Linked DNA regions of Mus musculus: all the other regions are linked to region 3. The links are chromatin contacts, called in public Hi-C, HiChIP or PLAC-seq and promoter capture Hi-C maps. All regions are on one chromosome and are shown on one strand. The core of a region is the stretch at or near the end of the contact, and the rest is flanking DNA. Distances in the headings are between cores, read along the strand shown. Region 1 holds the start of Lmnb2 (lamin B2). Region 2 holds the start of Zbtb7a (zinc finger and BTB domain containing 7a). Region 3 holds the start of Atp5d (ATP synthase, H+ transporting, mitochondrial F1 complex, delta subunit). Region 4 holds the start of Map2k2 (mitogen-activated protein kinase kinase 2).

The links. Promoter capture Hi-C pulls out the DNA fragments that hold promoters and counts their contacts. A called contact is a pair of places that touch in the nucleus more often than the background predicts. HiChIP or PLAC-seq counts read pairs in DNA pulled down with a chosen protein or histone mark.
Region 1: a contact with region 3 is called in a promoter capture Hi-C map of liver, with 2.8 times the contacts expected there. The contact joins the promoter of Lmnb2 here to the promoter of Atp5d in region 3. A contact is called at or near these places in 4 of 39 promoter capture datasets (the SN4741 cell line, embryonic stem cells and liver) and 1 of 484 Hi-C or Micro-C datasets (embryonic stem cells).
Region 2: a contact with region 3 is called in a Hi-C map of B cells, with 10 read pairs. The contact joins the promoter of Zbtb7a here to the promoter of Atp5d in region 3. A contact is called at or near these places in 1 of 39 promoter capture datasets (liver), 2 of 484 Hi-C or Micro-C datasets (B cells and cortical neurons), 4 of 115 datasets of contacts at active chromatin or transcription factors (astrocytes, bone marrow-derived macrophages, embryonic forebrain and 1 more) and 1 of 9 other capture datasets (adipose tissue).
Region 4: a contact with region 3 is called in an H3K27ac HiChIP or PLAC-seq map of regulatory T cell precursor, with 5 times the contacts expected there. The contact joins the promoter of Map2k2 here to the promoter of Atp5d in region 3. A contact is called at or near these places in 2 of 39 promoter capture datasets (liver and pre-B cells) and 3 of 115 datasets of contacts at active chromatin or transcription factors (astrocytes, pancreatic cancer cells and regulatory T cell precursor).

The regions. Positions count from the first base shown.
Region 1 is chr10:80,916,322-80,919,558 of GRCm38.p6, forward strand. It overlaps Lmnb2 (lamin B2), which reads right to left and starts at 1,924. Exons shown (of 12, transcript NM_010722.5): 1 at 1,643-1,924. The coding sequence starts at 1,897.
Region 2 is chr10:81,134,471-81,137,720 of GRCm38.p6, forward strand. It overlaps Zbtb7a (zinc finger and BTB domain containing 7a), which reads left to right and starts at 1,801. Exons shown (of 3, transcript NM_010731.3): 1 at 1,801-2,229.
Region 3 is chr10:80,140,324-80,143,607 of GRCm38.p6, forward strand. It overlaps Atp5d (ATP synthase, H+ transporting, mitochondrial F1 complex, delta subunit), which reads left to right and starts at 1,992. Exons shown (of 4, transcript NM_025313.2): 1 at 1,992-2,283. The coding sequence starts at 2,143. It also overlaps a transcript of Cbarp not described here.
Region 4 is chr10:81,103,990-81,107,409 of GRCm38.p6, forward strand. Map2k2 (mitogen-activated protein kinase kinase 2) reads left to right here and starts at 1,926. Exons shown (of 11, transcript NM_001347144.1): 1 at 1,926-2,249. The coding sequence starts at 2,158. Mir5615-1 (microRNA 5615-1) reads right to left here and starts at 684; the gene lies at 625-684. It overlaps Mir5615-2 (microRNA 5615-2), which reads left to right and starts at 627; the gene lies at 627-686.

The sequences.
Region 1 (3,237 bases), core at 674-3,173, 780 kb after region 3:
CCAAGATGTCCATGGACCCTACAGTGGGTGGAGACTGCCCAGCTCCTATCCTTGTCCATTGGTGACACCCAAATCATTACCCTCACAATCTCAAACCCTAGAACCTGAGTGTCAGGAGAGCCCCCAAATGGCCTTCTCACCTGGGTCTCCCAGGGCTGTGCCGAATGCGCCCTTACACACTGGGTACCCAAAAGTCCACGAGTCCTCTGAAGGGGATCAACACTGGATCAACACCTCTCCTCAGGGGCCCCAAATCTCCACAGCTCGAATAAGGATGGTCTTGCCTAGAGTGGTGCTCTCCCTCAGGGGTTCCCAGCACCCCTCACTGGGGTCCTCAGGGGTTTGGGTCTGCCAGGCTTGGTATTCCTCCCTCAGAGACCCTCAAAGCTCCCCAGGACAGCCTCCAGACAGCACTTCCTTAGGGTCCCCTAGGGTCTCATGGGCCCCTAACTGGGGAGACTTGCTCAGTCTCAGCACATTACCTCTGGGGTGTCTTAGGAATCAGGCAGGGTCCTTTAAACCTATGACCCTGGGTGGGCAGGGCTTTCCTGCCTATTCATGGAATGTGAAGTGTCCCCCAAGGTCCTTGAGACAGGGTTTCTCTGTGTAGCCCTGGCTGTCCTGGAACTCACTCTGTAGACCATGCTGGCCTCGAACTCAGAAATCCACCTGCCTCTGCCTCCCAAGTGCTGGGATTAAAAGCGTGCGCCACCACTGAGGGAAACACCCAAAGGTGACCTCTGGCTTCCACATGCACAAACACATACACACACACCCATACACACACACACCCATACACACACACACCCATACACACACACCCACACACACACACACACACCCATACACACACACACACACACACACACACACACACACACACACACAAGCCATCCTGATCCCACTCAGCTAAGCTTAGGTCCTTAGGACCCGGCTTTATTGAAGTTTTACCTCAGTCTACACGTCTCCTTTAGGGTCCCCATGTGAGCACAGGTTAGCTTCATCAGCACCTGTCTCAAGAGCGCCCGGGTGGGTGGGGCTTCGGGGGCGGGGACTAACATTGTTTACACCTGTCACTTGTCCCTAAAGTCCCTCCCATGGGAGGGATTTGGACCCATCTGCACTAGTCCCCTTCCCCGTCCAGACTTTAACCTGTGTTAGGGTTTTTGGTAGGCGGGACTTACCTGCCTGCACCAGTTCCTGGTCCCCCCAGTGGGTGGGGCTTAGCGGTTTGCACCTGTAAGAGATGTGTCTCCCCTCCCCTTGGGCGGCGCTCAGCGCTCTGCAATCGTCCCTGGGGTCTATGGTGGGCAGGGCTCAGGCCTATCACCCAACCCTGGGGTGTCCTGGTGAGCAAAACTTAGCTGTCGGCATCTGCCCCTGGGGGTCCCCGGTGGACTGGGCTTCAGCGTTATGCATCTGTACTGAGGTCCCCGGTAGGCAGTATTTAGCCCTTATATTCCAGCCCCAGAGTCCCCAGTGAACAAGACTCAGCTAGCTGTGCACCAGCCCCCGGGTCCCCTGTGGGCTGGGCTTAGCTAGTTCTATGCACCGTCTCCGGGATCCCGGGTGGGCAGGACTCCGCTCATTTCACCTATCACCAGGATCAAGCTCCCCGCGTCCCCGGTGCCGACCCACGTACCTCGCGAGTGGTCACCTCCTCCTTCTCGGAGATCCGGAGCAGCAACCTATCATTCTCCAGCTCCAGCGCGCGGACACGGTCGATGTAGTGTGCCAGGCGGTCGTTGAGCTCACGGAGCTCCTCCTTCTCCTGCAGCCGAGACAGACGCGTGGGCGACAGCGGCGTGGCGGGCCCCGCGTGGGGCGGCAGAGACGCCATGGCGGAGGTGGCGGCGGCGGGAGAATCACCTCGGTTGCCCGAATGCGGCGCGCTCATTCAATCCGCGCCGCGGAAGATGGCGCCGCCGCCCGCAGCGCGCCGGAATTTGTAGTCTCCTTGGCGCGGAGCACGCAGGGAGCCGTAGTCCACAGGGCAGCTTGCGAGGCATGCCAGGAGATGTAGTTTCCAGCTTTCCAGTAAAACCCGGGGTTTGGCAGTTACCCTGATTGCGGGTGGAGGAGGCGTTCTGATTTCTACATGTGTACAGATGCACACATGAAGCCACATAAGCGCACACACAGAAATCAATTAATAAATTAAACAAATGCAGAACAAATCGAACAAAAAGACAGCAAGGGTGGGTGAGATGCCTCAGAGGGTAGAAAGGCACCTGCTGCCAAAACTGATGGTCGAATTTGGATCGCTGAACCCTACATACGAGAAGACAAGCAATGCACACAATTGTCTCCTGGACTCCAATTGGGTTCTTCGAAAAACACAGAAATATGTGAGTTTGTGTTTTTGTTTTAATTAGAGGTGTCACATATGGGGCTGCTTCAGATAGTCTGCAGCAGCTGACTATGATTTGCTTCGTGCTCTAGCAGAGGCACGGTTTTGTCAGTTGCACATAGTTTCTGCGATTGTGACCTTAGGAATTATGGACACTTTTCAGAAGATATACAAATGTTATGGCCCCAAGACGGGCTTTGGTTGGTCTCTGTTGGTAACGGTTTGTTAACTAGTCGTGTGCAAAGAAGAAACAACAACAAGAAGAAATTAGATAGCCTGACAGCAAAATCAAACTTGCTCCAAGGAACTCAATGCCCCCAATCAACAGGAAATAGCCTAACAATAATGTCACCCCCTCTTCTCTCTGTCCTTTCCCCCCTCCTATCTAGTGTTAAGGGTTGAAAGGATGGAAAGAGGGTAGAAAAGGGTGGAAGAAAGAAGAACCCACAAAGTAGCCAAGTTCTGCTAAAGTGTCCACACACAGGAACATAGTAAACAAATGTAATTTTTAAAAGAGCCGCCACAAGGCAAATGTCCACTACTGTCTTCCCAGCACTGGCAGGAGGATGGTGAGTTTGAGGATAACATAGCAGAAACACAGGGCTACCAATGTGAGTCAATGTGTAGAGTGTTTGCCTGACTGAGGTCCTGGCTTCTATCCCAGCACCGTGGATGAGCCCCCTGCTCTCACCTCAGCACCAGGCAGATGGAGGTAAGAGAATCAGGAACTCAAGGGCAACCTCCGTGACACAGAGGGTGTGATGGTTTGTATATGCTCGGCCCAGTGTGTGGCACTATTAGAAGGTGTGGCCCTGCTGGAGCAGGTGTGGCACTGAGGGTGTGGGCTAAGACCCTCACCCTAGCTACCTCGAAGTCAGTCTTCCACT
Region 2 (3,250 bases), core at 551-3,050, 990 kb after region 3:
TCTTCTTGGCTAGTGTCACTGCCTGGCCCAGGGCTTCCACTTCCCCTGTGGGGACCTCCAGGGTTTCCCCTTTGAAGGCAAGTTATTATACAAAAAGCCAGATGTATTTGGGTGTTGATGGGTACATTTATTTATTTTTATTTGAGACAGGGTGTCACTGTAGCTCTAACGGCCCTAGAAATCGCTGTGTAGTCTGGCTAGCCTCGAACTCACAGAGATCCACCTGCCTCCTGAGTGCTGGGTGTGCTGCCACGCCCGATTGAACCGTACTTTTAATTCGGTTTATAAAAATGTGTTGGTAAATGCGGGGAGGGGGTCGATGCTTTGATGTAAAAGAACAAAAGAAAAACAAAACTAACATACCGGGCTCCCTTCGACCTGGGGCAGTTTGTAAATATTATCAACAACAGAAATAACAATGAATGAAAAATAACTAAATTAAGGACCGGGCATTTGGAGGCTGACATCTCATATTGTGACAGACACACTTAAAGCTAAAGCAAGGATGGCCAGTCTCCATACGAAGGGGAACTGAAGGGGAAACTGAGGCCAGGCGCTGGTTCTAACTCCCCGCTCCGCCCCCTCCCCAGAGCCAGATCCACAGTCAGGTCGTCTGGTGGCTGTGGCGTGCTGGAACCCGAACCCAGCAGGCCTGGTGAACCGGGATGTCGCCTGTCCCCTCCTCTGCCTTCCCCTCCCTCTCCAGACCTCTCCCACGACCAGAGAGGAAGTGGGAGAGAAAAGGACAAGGGGGTGAAAAAAAAAGAAAGAAAGAAAGAAAGAAAACAGAAAACGCAGGGTTGGATTCGCACTTTCCTACTTCCCACCTCTGTCCTGCGGAGCTGTGCGGCGCCCCTGCGAGGGTCCGGGTCCACGCCCCACACCAGCCGGGCCAGCCAGCCGGCTGCGGGGAAAATTACAAGGCCTGGAAAACAACCGTCCTTCCCCGCCCCTCGCCAACCCCTTCCCCGCGCTACGCCCCTGGCACAGCCGGGTGGAGGCGACTGTTTTATGTAATCGCGGGGCGGCAGGTTTGCTGGCTGGCTGCACCGGTGAGGGCGGGACCCCCGAGCTCAGCTGACATTTCGCGGCCCTGCAAGTCTTCCCCTGGGGGGTCCCTGGTATGGCTTTGGTAATTTAAGGCGCAGATGGGGGCGGGGGTGGACGGAGACCCGACACTCTAAAGCAACCTAGCTGTACTTGCAAACTCTGGGTTCCTCGCAGTTTGAGTAAACTGAGGTTTATGTGGGGGTTAGGGGACCTGGAGCTCAAATGCAGACTCTGATCTTTTTTCTTCCTTTCCTGGGTTCTTTGCACTACTTGGGTAAACTGAGGCCAAGGATGACAGGAGCGCCGATGCAACCTCGCCGACCTTGCAACAGACCTTTTCTTCTCCTTTCGATTCCTTGCATTATTTGGGGAAACTGAGGCTCAGAGAAGGGAGATGCGGTACCATGGCAGCGCCCTGGTGGCCTTGGAGAGAGGTGTGAGGCAAGGGACCGTCACTTCCTCGCCTTCATCTCAGCTCCTTGGGCCAGAGGGCCCCTTACGCCCCGGCACCCAGTCCTCCGGGTGCGCACCGCACTCCCGCCCCCATTGCCAACCCGGTCCCGCCCCGCCCCGGGCTTCGGGGGCACAGCCCGCGCCCCCTGAACCCCGCCCTGCGCGCACAGGCCGGGGCTGTTTATCTGCGGCCCCCACCCCCTGAACCCGAGGGGCCCCTCTTGCCCGCCCCCAGCACCCTGGGGTGCTCCGGGCCGTAGATAAGCCAGCAGGCTGGCACGGCGCCGCGCACGGGGCGGAGAGGTCACGGGCTTGCCAGGGGAGGGGCCGATGGGTCGGGGCTGCGCCCCCCGCCCGCCCGGCACCCCCAAATCCCTAATCGCAGCCCGATCTGCTCTCGCGGCGCAGCCCCGCGGGACGTGGCAAGAGCCGACCTGCAGAGCCTGTTCTGGCCGCGGTGGCCGGGGGGGCGGGCTGGGCGTGGGGGTGCCGGCGCTGCGGCACCTTTAAGACGAGGGAGGACCCCTCTTGCCCTCGGACAAACCAGGAAGGGAGTCGCGAGCATCATACGGGGCTTTGCGTACTGTACGGCTACTGTAGGGGCAGTGACGCCGCCGCCCGCCCGAGCGAGGTCCGCGCCGCGGGCTGCCCCGATCGCGCGTCCTCCGGGCTCGGGTCCCCGCGAGGTAAGCTGCCCGGGCTGAAGGGGACTCCTCTCCCGGAGAGGTGGGTTTTGTTTTTCTTTTTTTTTTCCTTTCTTTCCTTTTTAATTTCCTTGCAGGGTGGGGACGCGGCCGGGGGCGCAGTGCGCACCCCGAGAGCCCGTACGGAGCGGAACGGACTGGATGGGGGATCTGGGGCGCCTCCGTAGCTCAGGGGTTCTGGAGACCAAGATTGCCCGGCCAGAGCCGAAGAGGAGTCGGGAGGCGGGGGGGCTCCGCCCGGGTCCCTCCGGGGCGAAGGGCACAAGCCCGCTCCCGATCCCTCCTCCCTACTCGGGCGGCACGGCCTCAGGGTTCCCGGCGCGCGGCCCGCGGGGGAGGGGAGCCGGGCCTCACCGAAGGCGAAGGTGGGGGCTGAGGGGTGCGTCGCGTGCTAAGTTTGCAATAGGGCCCGGGGCGCGCCGCTCCCCTTTCCGAGTGGTAGTGGGCAAGCGGGGGGCGGGGAAGGCCTATCCGGGATTGCGCGCAGACGTTGGAGTTGGCCAGGATGGAGCGCCTTGGCGGAGGGGGGGAGGGGGCTGACAAAACAGGGAGGGGGGCTTTGCAAAAAAAAAAAAAAAAAAAAAAAAAAAAAAAAAAAAAGGCCCGAGAGAGGCGGAGGGAAGGGGTGAGGGGTGGAGTGTCTGGGAGGCGGGCGCGTCGTCGCGGTTCTCCTGGGCTCTGTAGTTCTTTCGCTTATCTTCAGTGCTTGTTGTTTTGGAAGGTGGCCTTGGAGAATAAACTACAAATCCCAGAGTGCCTCGCGATAGCGGCGGGTCAGGGAGGGGCGTTGCGGAGGAGGGGCGGTGAGTGGCAGACCTGAGGGCCAATGGATACTAGAAATCGTCCGGCGCGGCGCTGCATGGGGGTGGAGCCTGCGTTTGGGCGGGGCCTGCGTGCAGGGGCGGGGTTTATGCAGAAGAGGCGGAGCTTCCGCGGCTCCCTCGCCCGGGGCCGGTGGCGGTCCCGGCTTCCGGCTGCCGCCCCTCCCCTCCTGTTGTGTAACCGTTCTTAGCCCCCCCCCTCCCGTTCGATATTTTAATTTT
Region 3 (3,284 bases), core at 742-3,241:
ACCCTGTCTCGAAAAACCAAAAAAAAAAAAAAAGAGCCTATGCTCCCAGACCATACCTGCTTATTCCCTGCTTGGCCACACAGTCAAATAAGTGTCATCATGAAGGTGGGTCGCTTACACTGACTTCCAGGACACCATCCTCCTTTTCATTTCAGTGAAGGGGATTAATCCACAGACCCGAGGCTGGCCTGCACTACCAGGATAGACTTCCGAACCCAACCAGGTTGGTCTCAAGCTCATGAGTGTGTCAGAACACATGGATTTTCCAAATACTAAATATTCTGGGGGGGGGGGTCGTGAATTTACATGCCTTTGAAGGTCAGAGGAGGATGTCAGATCTTCTGAAGCTACAGGCAACTGTTAGCTGTCCCCCATGGGCACTGAGAATGAAGCACACGTCTCTTGGAAGAACAGTGCTCGTTGCTGATCTCTGAACTATCTCTCCAGCACCCTAGGTTTAGTTTTTAGAAGACTTGTCTGGTAAGGCACAGTGGCCATGGGGGTAGGAAGAGGACACTCACCACCGGACAAGCATGATCTTTCTAGCGTTGAGTTCTTACTTCATGGAGCATTTGAGTAGATATGGGATCCTGGGACGGGTATGGGTGTGTGTGTGTGTGTGTGTGTGTGTGTGTGTGTGTGTGTGTGTGTGCGCGCGCGCGTGTGTATCTGTTTAAGAGCTGGAGTAGGGAAGGGAATGGGGTTTCTAGCTGCCCACTGCCCAGGGAAACTGTCCAGATTATAGAGACTGGGAACTAGGTGTCTCTCATAGAGATTGATTAAGGCCAGGACTGCTGGCTTTTGAGCAGGTCTGCGTGCCAGAGTCTCTAGTTAGTAGAATAAGTTTGTAGTCTAGCTTGTAGTCTTGCATCTGCCAGGCTCTGGTTCAAGGGTGACCACGACCCTCTAGCTGCCAGCTGCTCCTCTAAGATCCAACAAAGCTAATGGCTTTCCTTCTGTTTGCCCCATCAAGCCTATGCCTGCATTTTCTGTGAACCTACGTGGTGGGGCATGGGGACCAAGAGCTGAGCGGAGGCCGGAACCTGCGTGAGTGCGGGGGCAGGGTGATGACGTCATGACCGAGAGCGAGGCTGCGCGGACAAGACTGGCGTCAGTGGGGCCCCTTGGCCGCCTGCGCACGGGCTCCTGCGTCAGTGGCACGCAGGGGCGGAGGCCCGCAGGGAGGGGACTGCGGAGAAGAGCGAGTACATCTCCAGGTTTCGCGCGCCCTCTGCCGCCATCCGGTGCACTTCTTTCCTGGCACGACCTCTCCCCAGCACGCACCGCAGCGGGCATCATGAAATTTAATTATTTATTTAGCAGCTTCTCATGATGTAGTCCTGGTTGGTCTCAAACTCATGGAGCCCCGCTTGAGTCTTCCTCCGGGGAGTTGGGATTAACTGCGCCTGGCATATGCATATATATATATGTGTGTGTGTGTGTGTGTGTGTGTGTGTGTGTGTGTGTGTTTCGAGATAGGATTTTTCTGTATAATCCTGGCTGTTGGCTGTCCTGGAACTCACTCTGTAGACCAGGCTGGTCTCAAACTCAGAAAGCCGCCTGCCTCTGCCTCCCAAGTGCTGGGAATAAAGGCACGCGCCACCACTGCCCATCTATATTTGATGCACTTTTGGAAATAGGTTGTTCCGAGTGCGGGGATTGCAAGAGTGTGTCACCGCACTCTACATTTTAATTCTTCTGTTCCAACACGTTACAGGTTTGCTTCTTCTGGGCCTCGAATGCTTGGCACCTGATATCAAGCCCATATCATTTCCGCGCAAACATTCCCCTCCTGAGGGAATATGTTCGTTTGCAGAAAGAACCGCATCCCAAGAACCCAGAGTCGTTTGCTGTTAGAAGGCGAAGAAAACTACAATTCCCAGAATGACCCACCCGGCATAGGAGGATCCCACTTCTAGGCATCACTGCAAGGGGTGGGGCCAAGGGAAAGTATACCTCCCAGAATGCTCAGCGCGTACTGCATCGCGCAGCCTTCGGAGAATCCTGTGCGCGTGCGTTCTTGTGGGAACTGCGCCTCCCAGAAGGCACCGCGCGTCGTCCTTCTCCCTCCCTGAAGGCCGCCTCGCTTGCCCAGTGTGTCGGCCGCCCGCGAAGCTAGAGTCCACTGACTTTTCCGCCACCATGTTGCCCGCCTCACTGCTTCGTCACCCGGGCCTGCGCCGCCTGATGCTTCAGGCGCGTACATACGCCGAGGCCGCCGCTGCACCTGCCCCCGCCGCCGGGCCCGGACAGATGTCCTTCACCTTTGCCTCCCCGACGCAGGTACGAACTCACATCCCCCAGACTCGTCAAGCCCCTGATCTGACCCGTGGAAGAGGTTCTCTTGTATTAGGTCATTTGTTTCATCCCCATGGGGCCCTGTGAACCTCCCCCCACCCCAGACCTCACCCCTGGATGGGGTCACCTGGACCCAGGGCTCGACCTCAGTGTTCACTGAAACTTCATGCTCCACCCCTAAGGGCGTCACCTGGACATAAGACTCCACCCTCTGGGAGGTGGATCACCTATATCTGGAACCCAGATTTTGCCTTCACAAACCCTTCTGTTTTGGGGTGTTCTAGGCTCTACACCTTGGTGGTGGTCACTCAGGCCCTGTCCTTGGGTGTTGTACCCGAGATTGATATGAACCCCAGGCTCTACTCAAGGCTTAGGTGGTGTCACTTGGAGCTAGGATGAACAATGGAGCACAGAGCAATGCCTTTGGGTTTTACATGGCTCACAGTTTCTACCCGTGGGGGATTCCCCAAGTCCCCAAGCTGTTGCCCAGATAGGGGTCACCAGTACCCAGACCTGGAGCTCTTGGAAATTGCCTGGACCCAGATCCTGAAGGAGATTTGGACTCAGAACAGAAGCCTGGCCACTGTTGGGGTCACCTGGGATTGACCGAAGCTCCTCATCCTGTTGGGTTTGCCTGGACCAAATATCCTTTTTTTTTTTTTTCTTTAAAGATTTACTTATTTATTGTATGTAAGTAAACTGTTTGTTTTCAGACAAACCAGAAGAGGGCATCAGTTCTCATTATGGGTGGTTGTGAGCCACCATGTGGTTGCTGAGATTTGAACTCAGGACCTTCGGAAGTGCTCTTACCCACTGAGCCATCTCTCCAGCCCTGGACCTAATATCCTTAATTGGATAGACCTTAGCCAAGGTTTTACCAACTTACAGCCATGCTATTTGTAAGCCTGGGTTGGTTTTACACTTTTGACTACCTCATAGCAACTTCCTGAGTGGTTGTGAGACAGCCTTTGGGTTTCTCAGAAACC
Region 4 (3,420 bases), core at 676-3,175, 960 kb after region 3:
CGCAGAGGGGAATAACTCCACAGGTGTGCACTGCTGTAAAAGTTCCTGCAGTTGCACCTCGCAGACAGTGCGTTTATTATGTCCCATTGCGGGTCAATAAAGATTACATGGAGCTGAAGTGGAATAAGGGCATGTTCCCGGGGACTGCTGGAAAACAAGGCAGAGCTCGAGACCCCAGACATATCTGAAGTGCAAGCATCCAGTGAGCAGGGCAGGATACTCCTGACAAATGAACGGACAACTGGGATCGGCAAGAGGGTCAGCGGGCAGAGGAGCTTGCACCCAAGCCTGAGGCCCTGAGTTCAATCCTTTCTACAGAGTAGAAAGAGAGGGAAGGCCCCTGCCTAGATCTGCTCCATGTGCAGCTGGTGGACAAGGATTTTCGATTGGGAAACCGCTGTGGTGACATTTATGGTGTTTTGAGGCCCGGACTTCTGTCTGCAATGATGCATGAAGGCAGATGTAAACCAGGTCTCTCCCCAGCTTCTCCTTAGCAGCTGGCCTGGGAACAATCCACAGACTTATAAAACAGTAACTGAGCGGGGCAGGCTCCACTGGGCAGAACACTCACCTGGGTTCCACTACCAGCCGCAGAAAGTGGTCCCTTGTTGGGCTACACCCCAGTCCTTGGTTGTTTTCTGAGACAGAAAATGAGACTCTTTTCTGTCTCAGAAAACAACCAAGGACTGCTCTTCCAGAGGTGTTGAGTTTAATTCCCAGCAACCACATGGTGGCTCGCAACCATCTGTAATGAGATCAGATGACCTCTTCTAGTGTGTGTTTGAAGACAGCTACAGTGTACTCATACATAAATAAGTAAATAAACCTTAAAAAAATAAAATGGTTTGTTCTCACAAAATTGTAACAAAAAAATACATTCTCAAAGTCATTGAACTGAATAAAGGCTGTAGCCAGGTGAAAGCCTGCTTGCCTCCCTGGTGGGTTTCATCTTTACCATCTGAGAGGTAAAAAAACGCGGAGAACTTCCTTGTGAGATGCTGTCACTCAGAACAAACTTCATGGCCACCGTGGGCTGCAGAGCAAGACCCTGCAAGTCTGATTTCCATGTGCCTGCTCAAGAGCCCAGAGCAGGGGTTTTACTATGTATCTGTACACTCTGAATTCCAAGAGTGTGACCCTGGACAAAGAACCAGCCCTGAGTGGTATGTCTACACAATGGAATGCTATTTGGCCAGGAAAAGGACGAGAGCCCTGCCATCCAAACCATTGTGGATGGACCTTGAGGGCAAAGGAAAAACAAGCCAGACATAAGTGACCCTAACCACAAGAAGTGTTCGGATTCACACACTGAAATGGTGACCGTCAGGGATGGGGACCAAGGGAATTTATGTATTACCCATACCCGAGCTTCAATGAAGGGCCGTGAGAAAGGTCTGTAGGGCTATGGGATTGTTGCAGAACAGTAAAACACTAGGGGTTGGGACTGGAGGATTGCAGGGAGTGGAGGTGAAGCCTGGACAACACAGTAACTTCGAGAACAGTGTGGGTGGGGTACTGAGGCTCTGTCTCAAAATAAAAACAAAAACAAACAAGCAACAAAACAAACAGCAGGAAGTAGGGCTCAGTGGGTAGCGCTCTCGCCTATAGGACACGGGGCCGCAGCAAAGCAGGAAGCAGGTAAGGTAGCTCAGGCCTACGGTCCCAGCGGCCAAATCTAGGAAAATATATGAAACTAAACAAGTCTGAGTCGACTGATGCTGGCAGGTCTGTCTCCTCGCGGTCCTGCCGTGTGTAACCCCACCCGCGTTTGAGACGCACACGCAGCCGACCCCGGGAAGCTGATCGTACAGACAGACGACTGCACCGCCGCAAACATTAAACACAGCGTCCGCCTCTGCCCTTCTACAGTAGGCCGGGGAGCCACCTCGCGCATGCGCCTCGGTTGAGGGCGGGACCTCGCAGAAAAAGATCTCGCGAGAGCTCGGCCTGCGAGCTTGTGGCCGCCCCCTGTTCCCCGACCTCCCGGCTGCGCTGCAGCGTCAGCTTCACTCGGCCTCGGCGTCGGTCTGCTCGCCCCGGCGCTCCGGGCTCGTCCGCCTTCCACCTTCTGCCCGGCCTAGGCCGCAGCCCCGGGCCCGCGTCGCGCCGCCCCCTATGGGCCCCGGCTGAGGCGTCGCCGCTGGCCGTGGAGCCCCGATGCTGGCCCGGAGGAAGCCGGTGTTACCGGCACTCACTATCAACCCTACCATCGCCGAGGGCCCGTCCCCCACCAGCGAGGGCGCCTCTGAGTGAGTAGGCGGGGCGTGTGAGGACAGGGGCGGGCCTCGGCGTGAAGGGGGCGTGACCACAAGTGGGGGTGTGGTCTGAAGGGATAGCAGCGCCCGGGAGGACAGGGGCTGGTCCTGAGAATGGTGTGGATGGAGGTGAGAGGGGCGTGGAGTTCGAGGGCTGGAACAAAGCCTGGTTGGGGGTCCGGGCATGGAGGGGGTTGTGGGGGGGGGGGTGGAGGCAGGGCCAGTTGGGTGAGTCACGTGGTGTGTCAGCTTGGCCCGGGGAAAGGGGCGTGGTCTAAGGTGAGTGGCCTGTGAGCTTAGAGGGCCGTGGCCTTTGAGGACTAGAACAAAAGCCTGGTTGGGGTCGGGGCCAGAGCAGTGAGGCTGGTGGTCTTATCAGGTTGGCCAGATGGGAGAGGGGCGTGGCCCAAGGGGAGAGCCCTGAGTCCTGTGAGCGTAGAGGGGCGGGGCCTCGGCCGGAACTTGGCTTTAGAAAAGTTGGTCTGGAGAGTAGCAGTGCCTGAGGCAGGGTAGGGATGGGGACAAGGTGCAGGGATCTGAGAGAATGGCTTTGGGAAAATCTCTGCTGTTGAAGGGGAAACAGGGGGCAAAGGGGGCGGCGTGGGTACAAGAGGGGGGCAGGTCCTGCAGGTGTTGGGACCAAGAAAGGGGAGCTAGAGAGAGGTATGACTTGGAGTAAGGAGAGGGGCCTGAAGAGAGGCAGGGCAATTGGAGACCCAAGAAAGAAGACGTCCTGAAGGTGGCCAGGAGAATCAGGGGAGCAGTGAGGCTTTCCGGGTGTGTGTGTGTGAGGTGTGGTATGGTTAGAGGAACAGAGGCCGTGCGGGGTAGCCTAGCCTAGCGCTTAAGACTGGGTACCAGGTGAGTGGAGCAGTTGAAGGCATGACTTGTCTGAGGAGGCAAGGCTGGCCTTGCAGGGGCAGAGGGAAGGAACCTGTTGGAAGAAGCAAGGGGAGGTGCAGGGGAGAGCCTGGCTTGGGGAGTACATGGTGACCTAGTGGAAAGTGGACAGTGCCCTTGGAGATGGGTGTGGGGGTAACAGACTCACTATGATGGGGTGGGATGAGCGATGCAGTTGGGTACAAAGCCTTCCTGAAAAAGGGTCAAGTAAGGACGATTGATCAAATAAGGTTAGGGATAAGGTTTTTTTGGGAGGAGAAGGGGA